2 separate regions of the Gossypium arboreum genome follow, and region 2 is linked to region 1. Evidence: chromatin contacts called from public Hi-C data. All regions are on one chromosome and are shown on one strand. Each heading gives the region's core, a stretch centred on a gene start, on an enhancer-like site or on the middle of the called end of the contact. The rest is flanking DNA. Distances are from core to core; before and after follow the strand shown. Region 1 holds the start of LOC108458452 (UDP-glycosyltransferase 73C12-like). Region 2 holds the start of LOC108458593 (thaumatin-like protein 1b).

Region 1 (7,238 bases), core at 3,119-5,618:
AGAAGAACTAAATCTTGCTAACAAGTTTACAAAGAAAGCTATATCAGGTCTTGTGTTGTTTGCGATACATCAATACTCCTATGGCACTTAGATATGGTACTTCAAGACTAAGAAACTTTTCATCATTCTCGAAAGGATGAAATTGATCTTTATTCACATTTAATGATCGTACAACCATCGGAGTACTTAATGGGTGTGTTTTATCCATGTAAAATTTCTTTAATATCTTTTCCATATAAGTTGATTAATGAACATGAATTTCATCTTTTAAATGCTCGATTTGTAAGCCAAGATAAAACATTGTTTTTCCAAGATCTTTCATCTCAAATTTTTTTTTTAAACAATTTATTGTATTTTGAAACTCTTCAGGAGTTCCAATAATATTTAGATCATCAACATAAATAAAAATTACTACAAAATCAGATCCAAACCTTTTTTATAAAGACACATAGACAAATTGGATCATTTTTGTAACATTCCTTTAACAAGTATTCACTAAGATGATTGTACCACATACTTCTAGATTATTTTAATCCATATAAACTTTTCTTTAATCTGATCGAGCAATTTTCTCAAGAAGCTCTATATCCTTCTAGGATTTTAAATCCTTCAGGGATTTTCATATAAATTTCATTATCAAGTATACCATATTAATAGATTGTAAAAACATCCATTAGATGCATGTCAAGTTTTTCACGTACTACCAAACTAATAAGATATCTAAACATGATTGCATCCATCATAGGAGAATATGTCTCTTCATATTCAATGCAGGCTTTTGTGAAAATCCTTGTGCTACAAGTCAAGCTTTATATCTTACGACTTCATCAATTCCATTTCATTTTTGCACAAATACCCATTTATATCCTACCGGCTTTACACCTTTAGGTGTTTGGATTACAAGTCCAAAAACTTCATGTTTAGAAAGTGAATTCAATTCTGCTTGAATTGTATCTTTCTATTTTTGGCAAATCTTTTCTATTTTTTACATTCCTTATTAGATTTAGGCTCAAGATCCTCATTTTCTTTTGTTATTTCAATAGCAACATTATAAGTAAACTTGTTGTCGACAACTACATTTTTTTCTGTTCTATTTTTTTCGATTCCATCTTTTTCTCGTATTGACATAACTTATCGAGATCTCTTTATTTTCATCATTTTCATTTTCACTTTTAGGTACTTGAATCTCTTCTTGAGTTTTACAATTAGTTATGTCATGGATCTCTTCAAGCAAACCCCCGCCTCTACTATATGATCTCTTCAGGAAAACCCTCGCCTCTACTATATGATCATATTAAATGTTTGCTCCTTTTTTTTCAAGGATTTTTATCTTTGGAACTAACCAGTCTTCCACGCTTCAGGCATGAGTTACTTTCTTTTGCATTAATAATTTTCCATATTAGGATACCAATTCGTATTGGAGCATTTTTAGTTGGTGTGTGAGATTTAATGAATTTCACAGTTGATTTGTAAAATGAATTATCTATTGAACTTCTAGTTCACATTGCTTTGTACTAGGATCTTAGACATTGATAATTCATTTCAAGTACTTTATTAATTCAGCTTTTTATTCTCTCTCCCTAATGTTGGGAAAACTGACAACTCATGTCATGACTAAATATTGAAATAATAGCTCAAAAATATTATAAGGAGACTTGTATAAATATAGATCCCCAATCTCGTATGATGACTCATCTTTGTGCGTTGTGGTGGAGCAGTTGGAACATATACCACACATCCAGAAATTGTAAAATGGGAAATATTTGGCTTTTTACCAATAATCAATTGTAATAGGGAGTATTTATAATTTATTGGCTTGATGTGTACAACATGTAAATCAATACAACCTCATGCTGAAATAGAAAGTTTTGTTCTCATAAGTAATGATTTAGCTATTAGTTTGCGGCATTTGATAAACAATTCAGCTAAATCATTTTGTGTGTGAACATGAGCTACATGATGTTCAGCTTTTATCCCAATTGACATGCAATAATCATTGAAAACTTGGAATGTAAACTCACCAACATTAGCAAGATGAATTGTTTTAATTGCATAATCTGAAATTAATCATTTAAACAAGCAATCTCGCAAACGACAGGTTGCGAGTTGATAACGCAAGTGATTATTTTGTAGATGCATCTACCAAAATCATATAATATCAAAACCATCCACATGGTGGATGAATGGGCCCATATTCATTTCAGAAATGTAAGATATCAAATATCAACTTTAGCTAGTGAGTTTTTAAGAATCAATTTTTATCGAGAACAAGAAACAAATAAGAATTCTTTAAATTAAAGAATCTCTTGGTTCTTTAATTATTGTTCATATGAATTCTCTATTAATTTCAGCATCATATATGATCCAGGATGGTCTAACTGATCATGTCAAGTAGTAAATGCATTTGTATTAGTAAACTTCTGTTTTACTTTAACATGTGTTTCAATTGTACTAAATTGAAACAATTTGATGATTTTATTATCATTCCTTTTAATTTGTATCCACATATAAGTACTATTGTGACATTTATTACTTTAAATGTCTAAATCAATGTGAAGTCTATAATGCCACTAAGTCAATAAATATAATTTTCAAATAATTATATGCAGTATTTGCTTCAGGGAATATGCCAAATCTTCAAATGTCCAAAAATCTATTAATAGCAAACTTAGAGAGTGATCTTATTTTCCAAGTGTACAACATGTACATAACCAATGACTTTTCATACATAAGTTTTCTTTCTTGCAAGTTCTCATCAATAATATTTTTTCACGTAATTTTAATTGAGAACTTATTCTGAATATTGTAGAGTTATACTCACACTTTTTAAAAAAACTTGCAACTTTAGGTGCATCTAACCATAATAGGCTTTAGATAAAATTATCATATTCTATTGCTTATAAGTATATCTTTCACAATCAAATATTTTTCTTTCAAATATTTTGCTTTCAAATCTTTAATGGGGTGATGACAAAAAAGATCACAAAGATTATAAAATAAATATAAATTAATAACCCAATCCTTTTTTTATTCATATGAAATATAATATTTTTGTCATTCGCAATCTCAATATGAGATTCATTACAAATATCTTTTAAAAGTAATGAATTAACCATCACAAATTTTGTGCTTTTTAGATATTAATATATTAGCTCTTCTGGAGCTTTCAACTAATTTTGTACAATCAAATATTAGAATAATATTTGTTTGATTCAGATACAAATAAGATAAATATTTTCCATCTATAATTATAAAATTCATTATTACATTTTCATATCATTCCTCAAAGAATATTAATAGAAACAAAATATTTGGGCATACACCACATTTGTGGCCAATAACATTTCATATCACATTGATAACATAAGTTATCTTTACCCTTTGAAGAGTTATCTTGAGAACTCTCATTGTTCTCTTATTTATTACTATGTTCCCACTTTTAGTGGTCCATAATTATTATATCTTTTATTTTCTTTATGTTTGCATTTACTTCAGGGAATGTAACAAATCTGGTAGGACAAACTTTTAAATGCCTCTATTGATTTTTTATTTCATAATCACCATCACAAACATGCGTGGATTTTAAATTAGTCTATCCATTCATGTTGTCATTATTATTCTCTAATTATAATAAACATGATATAATAAATAAAATATAGTAAAGTATACCTGAAGATTTTTAACATCATCGTCATCACCTTGACTATTATCACGAGCACAAATATATACTTTACCCATGCTTGTACAATAAATTAAAGATCGGGAATAAAAACCATAATCCATTCTGAGATTGAATCTTTTAACATCTCGAAGATGAAGTTGTAAGGGTGAAAGTTTAAGTTGAAAAAGAATTTAATCTGTGTTATAAAATAAAGAGTGATAGAGAGACTAAAGAATAAAGAAAATATGGGAAGTAATAGAGAATGTATTTTATTGATCAATGGGATGACTTCGAAAGATTTTGAAAAAAATAGAGAATCGTCGTGCTGATAACATGTTATAAAATAAAGAGAGATAGAGAGAATAAAGAACAAAGAAAATACGAAAGCAAGAATGTACTTTATTGATAAAAAGGATATTATTACAATGCTTCATTAGGGTCTCTATTTATAGGCATAAGAAGTATAAAAGAACTAGAGGTCTAATTCTAATAACTATTAGAATTTAAAGTACATTAAAATTTTATCTTGATCATGAGGAACATACACTTAATAAAATATTCATAACAAATATATATTTTAAAATACTTATTTCAATTTTAATAGTATATTTAATTTGTAAAAATAGTGATAAACTTAAAAAAATTCACATTTTTAAATTTTCCAGTGACTCATTATGTAAGATTGTAAATTAAATTATTGCATAAAATAAACTTAATAAACTTATTATAAAAAAATCTGCAAAACACCATTATAAATTACATAAAAAAACATACACATGTTAAAATTTTATGATATATTGTAAGTAATAATATGATTTAACAAAAATAACTTTATAAGACAATTATTTTGTGAGTCCAATTAACCACTCACTCCCATGGTGATATTTCCAAGAACTTCCGAGTCAGACTTGGACTCCAAGTACTTTTAATTATTAGCATTAGATTGGAATCTTCAAGGACTTCGACTCCAAGTAATATTATCTTTTAGGCCGCAAACTCGGCCACTCATTCTGAAATAGAGTTTACTTCGGAAAGGTCCCCACGATTCTGTCATTTCAACCCAAAATGGACAAAATATGGTTACGTGTTCTCTTACATCAGCAGCCAACTATCATATTCTAAAAATTAGCCCCAAACTTTGCTTATATAACACATTTTGGCACTCTTCTATTGTCAGATCACGTCCACGGTTCCTTTAATGGCTCAAGGTCACTTTGTCTTGATCCCTTTCATGGCTCAAGGACACTTGATCCCCATGGTAGATATTGGTCGACTGTTAGCGCAGCGTGGCGTGACTGTTACTATAGTTACAACACCTTACAATGCAGGCAGAGTCCAAAAATCAGTGGCCCGGGCCATTGAATCAGGGCTCCCCATACGTTTACTGCAACTCCAGTTTCCTGGCAAAGAAGTAGGACTGCCAGACGGGGTTGAGAATATAGACATGTTGCATTCAATGGAGGACTTGATCAAATTCGTCAGTGCCGCAAACAAGATGGAAGAAGCAATGCTGAAATTATTTGAGAAGCTAACACCACGCCCCAATTGTATTATTTCAGACATAAACCTGTTTTACACCCGCAAAATCGCTACCAAGTTCCAAGTTCCAAGGATATCCTTCCATGGATTTTGTTGCTTCTGTCTTCTTTGTTTGCGGAATATACAGTCCTCAAAGATAAATGAGACTGTAACCTCTGATTCTGAATACTTCACGGTGCCTGGTTTGACCGACAAGGTGGAATTTACTAGAGTCCAGTTGCCTCTTGACAATGATGGATCCTGGAAGGAAATTTTTGAACCGATGTGGGAAGCTGACCGAGCATCATATGGAGTTGTCATAAATACCTTCGAAGAGCTGGAATCAGCTTATGTCAAAGAGTACAGGAAGGAAAAGAAAGCTTGGTGTATTGGTCCAGTGTCTCTCAGCCACAAAGATGAGTTGGATATGGCTGAAAGAGGTAACAAAACTTCAATCGATGGGCAGAAGTGTTTGAAGTGGCTTGATTCTCAACAACCCGGCTCTGTAATCTATGCTTGCCTTGGGAGCATAGGCACTATAAAGTGTCCAGAACTGATAGAGTTAGGATTGGGGTTAGAGGCATCGAACAAGCCATTCATTTGGGTCCTAAGAGGAAATAATCCAACGGCAAGCGAAGTATACAAGTGGATTAAAAGGAATGAATTCGAAGAAAGAACAAAAGGAAGAGGGCTTGTGGTTGTGGGATGGGCTCCCCAAGTACTCATTTTGTCACACCCAGCAATAGGAGGCTTCCTAACTCATTGTGGATGGAATTCAATAATCGAAGGCATTTCTGCTGGTGTCCCTTTGATAACATTTCCATTCATGGGAGACCAGTTCTGCAACGAGAAACTTGCAGTACAAATACTGAAAATTGGAGTCAACCTTGGGGCTAACAAGCCTACGATGCTGGGAGATGAGAAATCTGGGTTCATTTTAAACACGGAACATGTTAAAAATGCAATAGACAAACTGATGGAGCAAGGAAATGAAGGAAAAGAGATGAGAAAACGAGCCAAAGAATTAGGTGATGAGGCGAATAAAGCAGTTGAAGTGGGGGGGTCTTCTTACATGAATATTACACTGTTAATACAAGATATCCTCCAACAATCTCAGGAAATGCGTTAGGATTTGGTTCAAACCTGATCGGATGGCCACAACTGGGTATTTATTTCCCTTTTGATGTAAAACTGTAAAAACTAGAATAATGCATCAAAACATCAAATTAAAGCAAACTACGAAATTTTTTAAAAATTAAGTGTTGAAGTGAAAGTTGAAAAAACTAGAATAATGCATTTAAAAGTTGTTATATTGTATTTATTTATTTCATTGTCGAAAATTTTATTTCTTTTTAATTTTGAAATTTTAGATTTGAAACATAATAAATAAATTATTGAAATTTTTATCTCTTGATAATGTCAATTGATTTATTACTATAATATTGATATTAATTAATTTAATTTCCTTCTAAATTTTGAAATTTTATTTTACATTTCTAAATCATTCTTAACAAAATCAACTCAAATAATTCATATTTAATAATTGTCAACTAAACTTAAAATTTTTTTATTATATAATCTTAAATCTTCCATGTTAAAGTATTTAAAAAACATTGCAATTAATTAAATTAATTACTTGTTTTTCGTTGGGGTAAAAAAGTGATGAAAATAATTTTGGGTTTTATTTGACATGGAAGATAAAATTAATTAATTTGATTAATTGCAAGTATTTATTTTCCTTTGCTTTTAGCTTAGTATGGGAGATTCGAGAATGAATTATATGAAACTGTGATTCCACATCATTCCTATCCCTTTCCAATAAGAGAATGACAAATCATATTTTTTCTCTTGATTTTTAGCATTTTTAGTTGGATTTGAATTTTTTCAAGAGGAAAAGGCCGAAAATCAGGAGTAAGAATCTGATTTGTCTTGGAAAGAAATAGAGATGACATGAAATCACGGTTTCATACAATCTTTTCTCTGGGAGATTCAAGATTAGACAATTATGTAAGTTGAGTTATTTGATTAGATTTTAATCTGTAAACATAAAAATAAAATT
Region 2 (7,238 bases), core at 1,606-4,105, 200 kb before region 1:
ACAATAGTTGAACACATCAATCTAACAAGTTATCATTCATTATCCTCATTGCAATTGGCTTCTGTTTAGGAACCAAACATTTCTTATCTTAGGATGCTTGGATGTGTGGTATATGTCCCAATTGCTCTCCCACAATGCACAAAGATGGACCCTAAAAAAAGATAGAGAATGTATGTTGATTATGAATATCCTATAGTTAAATATCTTGAACCAATGATAAGAAATCTATTTATGACACGATTTGCCAATTGACATTTTGATGAAATAGTATTATCAATATCTGGGGGAGAAAATAAATAGTTGGTAAAGGAAATTATTTGGAATGCATCTTTATTATCTCATATAGATCCTCGAACAAATCAATGTAAACTAGAAACTCAAAAGATAATACATTCGCAAAATATTGCAAATCAATTGTTAGATGCATTTACTGACCTAAAAAGAGTTACTAAATTCCATATACCAGGTGAAGAAACTCCAATAAGAATTGATGTCTCTATAGGATAATTTGGTAGTGCAAATGAACATAAGCCTCGTTTGAAGTGTGGTAATAGACTAATTGGTTCCAAAGAATATCATTATACCATTATTCGATTCCATCAAATCAAACTACTCTTATAACAATTCCATACAATTACAACTTTATTTCATTCCTGTAGAATAGATATTGCATTACAATCCTATTCCATTTCAGTGAACCAAACATACCATAAGTTTACTTTCAAATGTAAAGTTTTTAGACCAATAGTCTGAAGTGCAAAATGAGTAAAACCTGTTGAATATAAATGGGCGTTTATGTGAAAACAAATGAAAAAGATGAAGTTGTACGATACAAATCATGATTAGTAGCACAAGGCTTTTCACAAAGGTATGTTATTAATTATGAGGAGACATATTCTCCAATGGTGAATGCAAATTACTTTAAGGTATCTTATTAATCTGACAATACATGAAAAGCTAGATTTGTGTCTAATGGATATTGTTACAACTTATTTATATGGATCACTTGATAATAAGATTTATATGAAAATTCTTGAAGGACTTAAAATGTCAATAGCATGTAAATATTCTCAGGAAAATTGTTTGATGTGTTTACATAAATCTTTATACGGATTGAAACAATCCAGGCATATGTGGTATAAATGACTCAGTGAGTTCTGTTGAAGGAATATTATAAAAACAATCCAACATGCTCGTGTGTCTTTATAAAAGATTAAAATTAGAGTTTGTTATAATTGTTGTGTATGTTGTTGACTTGAGTATTATTGGAACATGTGAAGAGATTCAAAAGGCAATTGATTATTTGAAGAAAGAATTTGAGATGAAAAATATTAGAAAAACTAAGTTTTGTCACTTATCAAATGAAATTCTTCTTCATTAATCAACTTATATAGAAAAAATCTTAAAAAATTTTATATGGATAAAACACATCCTTTAAGTACCCCGGTGATTGTAAGATGACTAGATGTAAAGAAAGATCATTTTCGTCCTCGTGAGAATGATGAAGAACTTATTAGTCCCAAAGTACCATATCTTAGTGCTATATAAACATTGATGTATCTTGCTAACAGTACACGACCTGATATAGCATTTGCAAAAGTTTATTAACAAGATTTAGTTCTTCTACAATGTGTTGGCACTAGAACAGAGTTAAGCAAATATTTTGATATCTCCAAAGATCGATTGATATAGGTTATTCTATCCAAATGGTTCAAATCACAATTGATTGGCTATGTAGATGTAGGATAATTACCTTATCCACATAAAGCATGCTCTCAAACGAATTGTATTTACAATCGAAGGTACAACTATATCGTAATGCTCAACAAAACAAATTTTAGTTGCTACTTCATTAAACCATGAAGAAATAATTACAATGCATGAAGTGAGTCAAGAATGTGTTTGGTTAAGATTGATGATCCAACATATCCAATAGATGTGTTGTATATCATCCAAAAAAATGATTCTATATCATCCAAAAAAATGATTCTAACTATTTTGTACAAAGATAATGTAGCATGCATAGCTCAATTGAAACGAGGGTGTACATCAAAAGAGACAAAACAAAATATATTTAACTGAAATTCTTCTTCACTCGTGACCTTCAAAAGAATGGTGATATAGATGTTTAACAAATTTGTTCATGTGAAAATTTGACAGATTTGTTCACTAAAGCACTGCTGACTAACACATTTGAGAAGCTAGTCAATGGAATTGGTATGCATTATGTGATGTTCTCATGAGGGAAATAAAATACACGCTATAATTTTTTTTCCTTAATTGAGATTTTGTCCCACTGGATTTTCCTAGTAAGGTTTTTAATGAGACAGTATGTGATGAGTATTATAGTTATGTGTACTTTTTTTTTATTCACTAAGCAATTTTTTTTACAGGATTTTTCTCTGAATAAGGTTTAACAAGACACATTATCTACAGATAGACATCCAAGAAGTAGTGTTATAAATATTTTATAATCATAGAAGTGGATGCCCACTAGAATAAGACATTTGATGTACTGTTGAACTTTAATGTAAATTAAAAGTAGAGTTTTATTTCATTTATATTTATTATATTTATAAATATAAACTTAAAAAAAACATTGTTGGTATCTCTATTTGATTAATTAAATACCATAATTTTTTTTCCTTTCTTACTCTCCTTATCTTATAACTGAACATTGATTAGTATTTCGTAATAAAAAATTAGTAGAATTTAATTCAAAATTATTTTTGTTTAAAAATAGAAAACAGCAGCGTAAGCAGTGTTAATTCTAGTAAAATTAAATATAATCACGACTTTTTCAAAGTTAGTTGCGATAGAAGTCTATATAGTCCATGTTAATATCCAATTCCGTATGCATTGAAGATTATATTGTTTCTGGGGCATGCCTATCAGTTCTTATACTAAGGCTCTTTAAATAACGAAAAGGAAACAATTAATTAATCAATTGTTTAAGCAAAGATGAAGTCATGGATCTTTGGCCTTTCCTTGCTTACCCTAATCTCAGGTAACAAACAAACCTCAAGTACCATTCTTTCTCTGCAACTCTAGTACCTCATCAACATTTCATTTGCAAGATTTAATGCTTATCAAATGTTCGTAATGGTTCTAGAATTTTTATCATTTTCTTATATTGCAGAGTCTCACATGGCAAGTCTCTACACTAGAAACAACTGTCCATTTACTGTCTGGCCAGGAACACTTACTGGCGCTGGTATACCTCAATTGTCCAACAGTGGGTTCGAGTTAGCCCCACAAGCATGGAATGCCATTACTGTTATTGCTCCTTGGTCAGGCAGACTCTGGGCTCGAACCCAATGCTCAACCTCCTCCGGATTGTTCACTTGTGCCACTGCAAACTGTGGGTCGGGCCAGGTTGCCTGCAATGGTGTAGGTGCAGTCCCTCCTGCAACCCTTGTAGAGTTCACTTTACCACAAAATGGAGGACAAGATTTCTATGATATCAGCCTAGTAGATGGCTTTAACTTGCCGGTTTCAGTAACTCCACAAGGCGGCTCGGGTCCAAACTGCACCATAACTAGCTGTTCGGCAAATGTGAATGCAATTTGCCCACCAGAACTGATTGTTAAAGCATCTTATGGGAATACCATAGCCTGCAAAAGCGCATGCCTAGCTTTCAAGCAGCCCAAGTACTGTTGCTCTGGTGAATATAATTCACCCCAGAAATGTGAACCCACAAATTACTCGATGGTTTTCAAGAACCAGTGCCCTCAGGCTTATAGTTATGCTTATGACGATAAAACTAGCATTTTTACCTGCTCTGGTTCACCTAATTACCTTATCACTTTCTGTCCATGAAACCTTAGCAGCAGGAGTAGGCTTTATCTGTTTTGCATTCATTAATAAAGAAAATGTTAGTACTGTTGTTTATATGCTTTGCACATAATTCTCATAGTTTTTCTAATTTTACTTTTAATCCTGTTATTTTCATGTCTCATCTAATATAGTATTAAGGTTGGCTTTTTTTACATTTAGTGGATAGCCATTTGCTTTTTACGAAAAGCTATCAGGGTGAGGGGATTAATGTGGCTAACCTCTTCAAAAAAAAAAAAAAAAATAGATGTACTCTTTCTTATTCTACTGCTAGTCCGAAATCCTCTTTTTGTGTGTGTGTGTGTGTGTGTACAAGAGGAGAAAATCCACTAAAATCAACCTAGCTGTAGACAAGCTAAACCGACGCTATCATTATGTAGATGCTGAAGAACTTCATCCGGTAGGTACAAGGAATGGACCCCCAGCGAGCATTAGTATGCCATCGACGCTAATCGATCAGCCACTTTGTTCCCTTCTTTATACGTATGTTGCACTTTTAACTTTCCAAGGTAGCTGTAGGTGACCAATAATAGTTCGAAGAACCTCGAAGTGATGCTGTGCTGATAACCTGTTTCGAATAAGCTGCGTCGCAACTAAGGTGTCTAAGTCAAGGATGATAAGGCGCAACCCCAGCTTCCGTGCTCTTGAGATTTTAAGATTGAGCACAGATACATATACCATATGGCCACAGCCCATTACCATGAATAAAACAATAGTATAATATTTATTTTGTTCTCTAACTTTATAAAAAAAGTTATTTTAGTCTTTTATTTAATTTTTTTCTAATTTTAATTTTTAAACTTATATTGTTTGTTAAATCATCCCAAAATAAATAAATAAAAGTTGACCGTCTATTCACTTTCTTGACATGACATCCATGTTGCATCCATATATAAAATGTTAGCAATTAATTATTTTTTAAAAATTTAAAATTATTTTATTATTTTAAATTTTTGAAAATAATTTTATAATTTTTATTTTTTAAATTTAAAATTAATTAATTGTTGACGTGGGGCTCATATGTATGCCACATTAGTAAAGTGAACCGAAATTAACTTTTTGTCCATTTTAAGGTGATTTGAAAAACAGTGTAAGTATAATGGCTAAAAAAGGAAAAACAAATAGAAGACTAAAATGACTCTTTTATAAAATATTTGAAAGTCCAAATAAATTATTATACCTACAAAAAATATATCTCAAACTCACAAATTTTGTGGTGCATCTTTAATAAATTGAAATAATAAACTGTTTAATAATTAAATTTTAAACTGATAAAATTTATTATACTTTCATTAGAAAATTTCACTGTTCACTTTTCTTGATTATTGAATTAAAATAGTGGATGTTGTGAAATTTGTTATAGGGTGTGAAAATTTGAATGGAATAACTAATTACAAATCTTGCCAAGATTATTTCTTTTGATGGATAAAAAAATAAATTTTGTCGCAAGTTTACAATGACAACATTTTATGATAATGAATGAAAACAAAATAAACAAATATATGAATCAAGAAAGAAGATAACAAATTCTAGTACGGGCCAAGGAAGTTACTAGGACAAGTAAAAAAGGGTAATGTTTTTCACCTATCTTTTTGGAGATATAGAAGAGAAACATAACCATAGATTTTCTTAAATTTATTATGATAGTCCTTATAAATTCTACACTTCTGCATTTTTTTAGCTAGGAAGGATTGAATGCATTTCCTCTTCAACATCAATGGGTTCTCTTAATAGAAAAAGGACAAATACTAGTTGTGTAAACTTTTGAAGGTTCCTACTATCAATGAAAAAGAAATGTTAAATTAAACAGAAAAGAAAAACAAGCTTTGCAGAAAACAAATATTGGTTCTTTTATAAGCCAAATCATATTTTATTAAATAAATCGGAGTTACAAAAAAAACTTGAAAGCTTTGTAGGTCGAGTTTACAAGAGACCTCCAAGCAGAATGGCAGCAACTACAACGCCAATACAACATTCTGCAAATTAAACAACACAACTATAGAAAACTTTGATCAACAAAGAAACAATGCAGCTGCATCTCCATCATAAGCAGCCATCATCAAATTTTAAACATGCTGGTTCTGTCAATACCAAATTGGCCAAGGCATCAACAGTACAATTTACCTCTCGAGGCAGTAAACAAAGCAAACACTACCAATGGCTCTAACTAAACCATCTATATCTTCATTACTTTCTCATGGAGTCCAAGCTCAAGTAGAACAGAAATAACCTAATAAATAACACCGCAAAAGTCTGACTCAATGACAAGAAATGCATTCTGTTTCAGCAAAAATTCCAGTGTCTCAAGCATTTACACCTTTATGCCATAAGTGAGATAAATACACATAATAACACAACTCTATAATCCTCTTCAAACAAATAAATGATGCCACATGACGCAACACAACTCCATGCCTTACATTCCAAACATGATCCCACTTAATTATGGATCCAAACAACTCTGCCACCTATGGTAACAAGACCAAACAAAAAGCTTGAGATAACACCAAAAAAAATGTCATCATTAACCGCTACCCATATCACCAGGAAACCTTAATCTGACCAATCAATCTTTAGAAACTTCAACAGCAGGGCACTCGAAACATATTCATGAATAGAATAAATCTCAAATTATCAAATTGAAGCATAACTAACCTCTTTGGAAACATCACAGAACTCACAATATAACATTGATGTGAACCGATCAATCATCATATTATAACCTATGAATGAAACAAGCTTTTCACAAACGGCTAATGGAAATGGCAATAAAATCAAATACAGACAGAACATCATCGTGAACCTTTCCCATCATCAAATCGCACTTCCATCACCTAATTAATACATACTGTCATTGAATATGGAAATAGTAGTATAATAAGTCCCTAAAGGAGATGGGGAAAAAATAATTAAAATTCAATTTTAGAGATGGGGAAATAATTTGGAAATAGTTAGGATTTTAGAGAACGCTGAATAGACTTAAATCTAAATATCTAATTTAGTTCAGATACACTAAATCCTAAACCGTAAGCATAACACTAAATCTCTAAACCCAAACCTCAAATCTCATACCGTATGCCTAGTTCTAAATCTAAAACCTTTAAACCTTAACCCCAAACCAGAACAAACCTAAAACCCTAAACTCTAAACTATAAGAACTTCTCTGTCTACAAACTAAATTCCAAACCATAAGAAACTCTCTATCTACATTTAACACTTTTTTGTTTGAAATTTCGTATTAAGTAATATTTAGTATGAGTTATCAAACGCATTAATAATTAAACTATAAAAAATTTTCTTCTTCAATAGTAAAAATTTACTATGCATTATCAAACACATTCATTGACAACAAATAATGGACCTACTAAACGTAAATATAAAAATAATCATATCGTAGTAATATG

The links. A called contact is a pair of places that touch in the nucleus more often than the background predicts.
Region 2: a Hi-C map of leaf shows a contact between it and region 1, with 3 times the contacts expected there. The contact joins the promoter of LOC108458593 here to the promoter of LOC108458452 in region 1. A contact is called at or near these places in 2 of 5 Hi-C or Micro-C datasets (both in leaf).

Annotation. Positions count from the first base shown.
Region 1 is chr4:95,549,439-95,556,676 of ASM2569848v2, reverse strand. It overlaps LOC108458452 (UDP-glycosyltransferase 73C12-like), which reads left to right and starts at 4,368. Exons shown (of 1, transcript XM_017757858.2): 1 at 4,368-6,434. The coding sequence starts at 4,860. The coding sequence ends at 6,308.
Region 2 is chr4:95,749,361-95,756,598 of ASM2569848v2, reverse strand. It overlaps LOC108458593 (thaumatin-like protein 1b), which reads left to right and starts at 2,855. Exons shown (of 2, transcript XM_017758004.2): 1 at 2,855-3,007; 2 at 3,140-3,888. The coding sequence starts at 2,962. The coding sequence ends at 3,819. LOC108457779 reads right to left here. Exons shown (of 9, transcript XM_053026451.1): 9 at 7,128-7,238. It overlaps LOC128291416 (a long non-coding RNA gene), which reads right to left and starts at 6,629. Exons shown (of 2, transcript XR_008281190.1): 1 at 6,490-6,629; 2 at 5,681-6,302.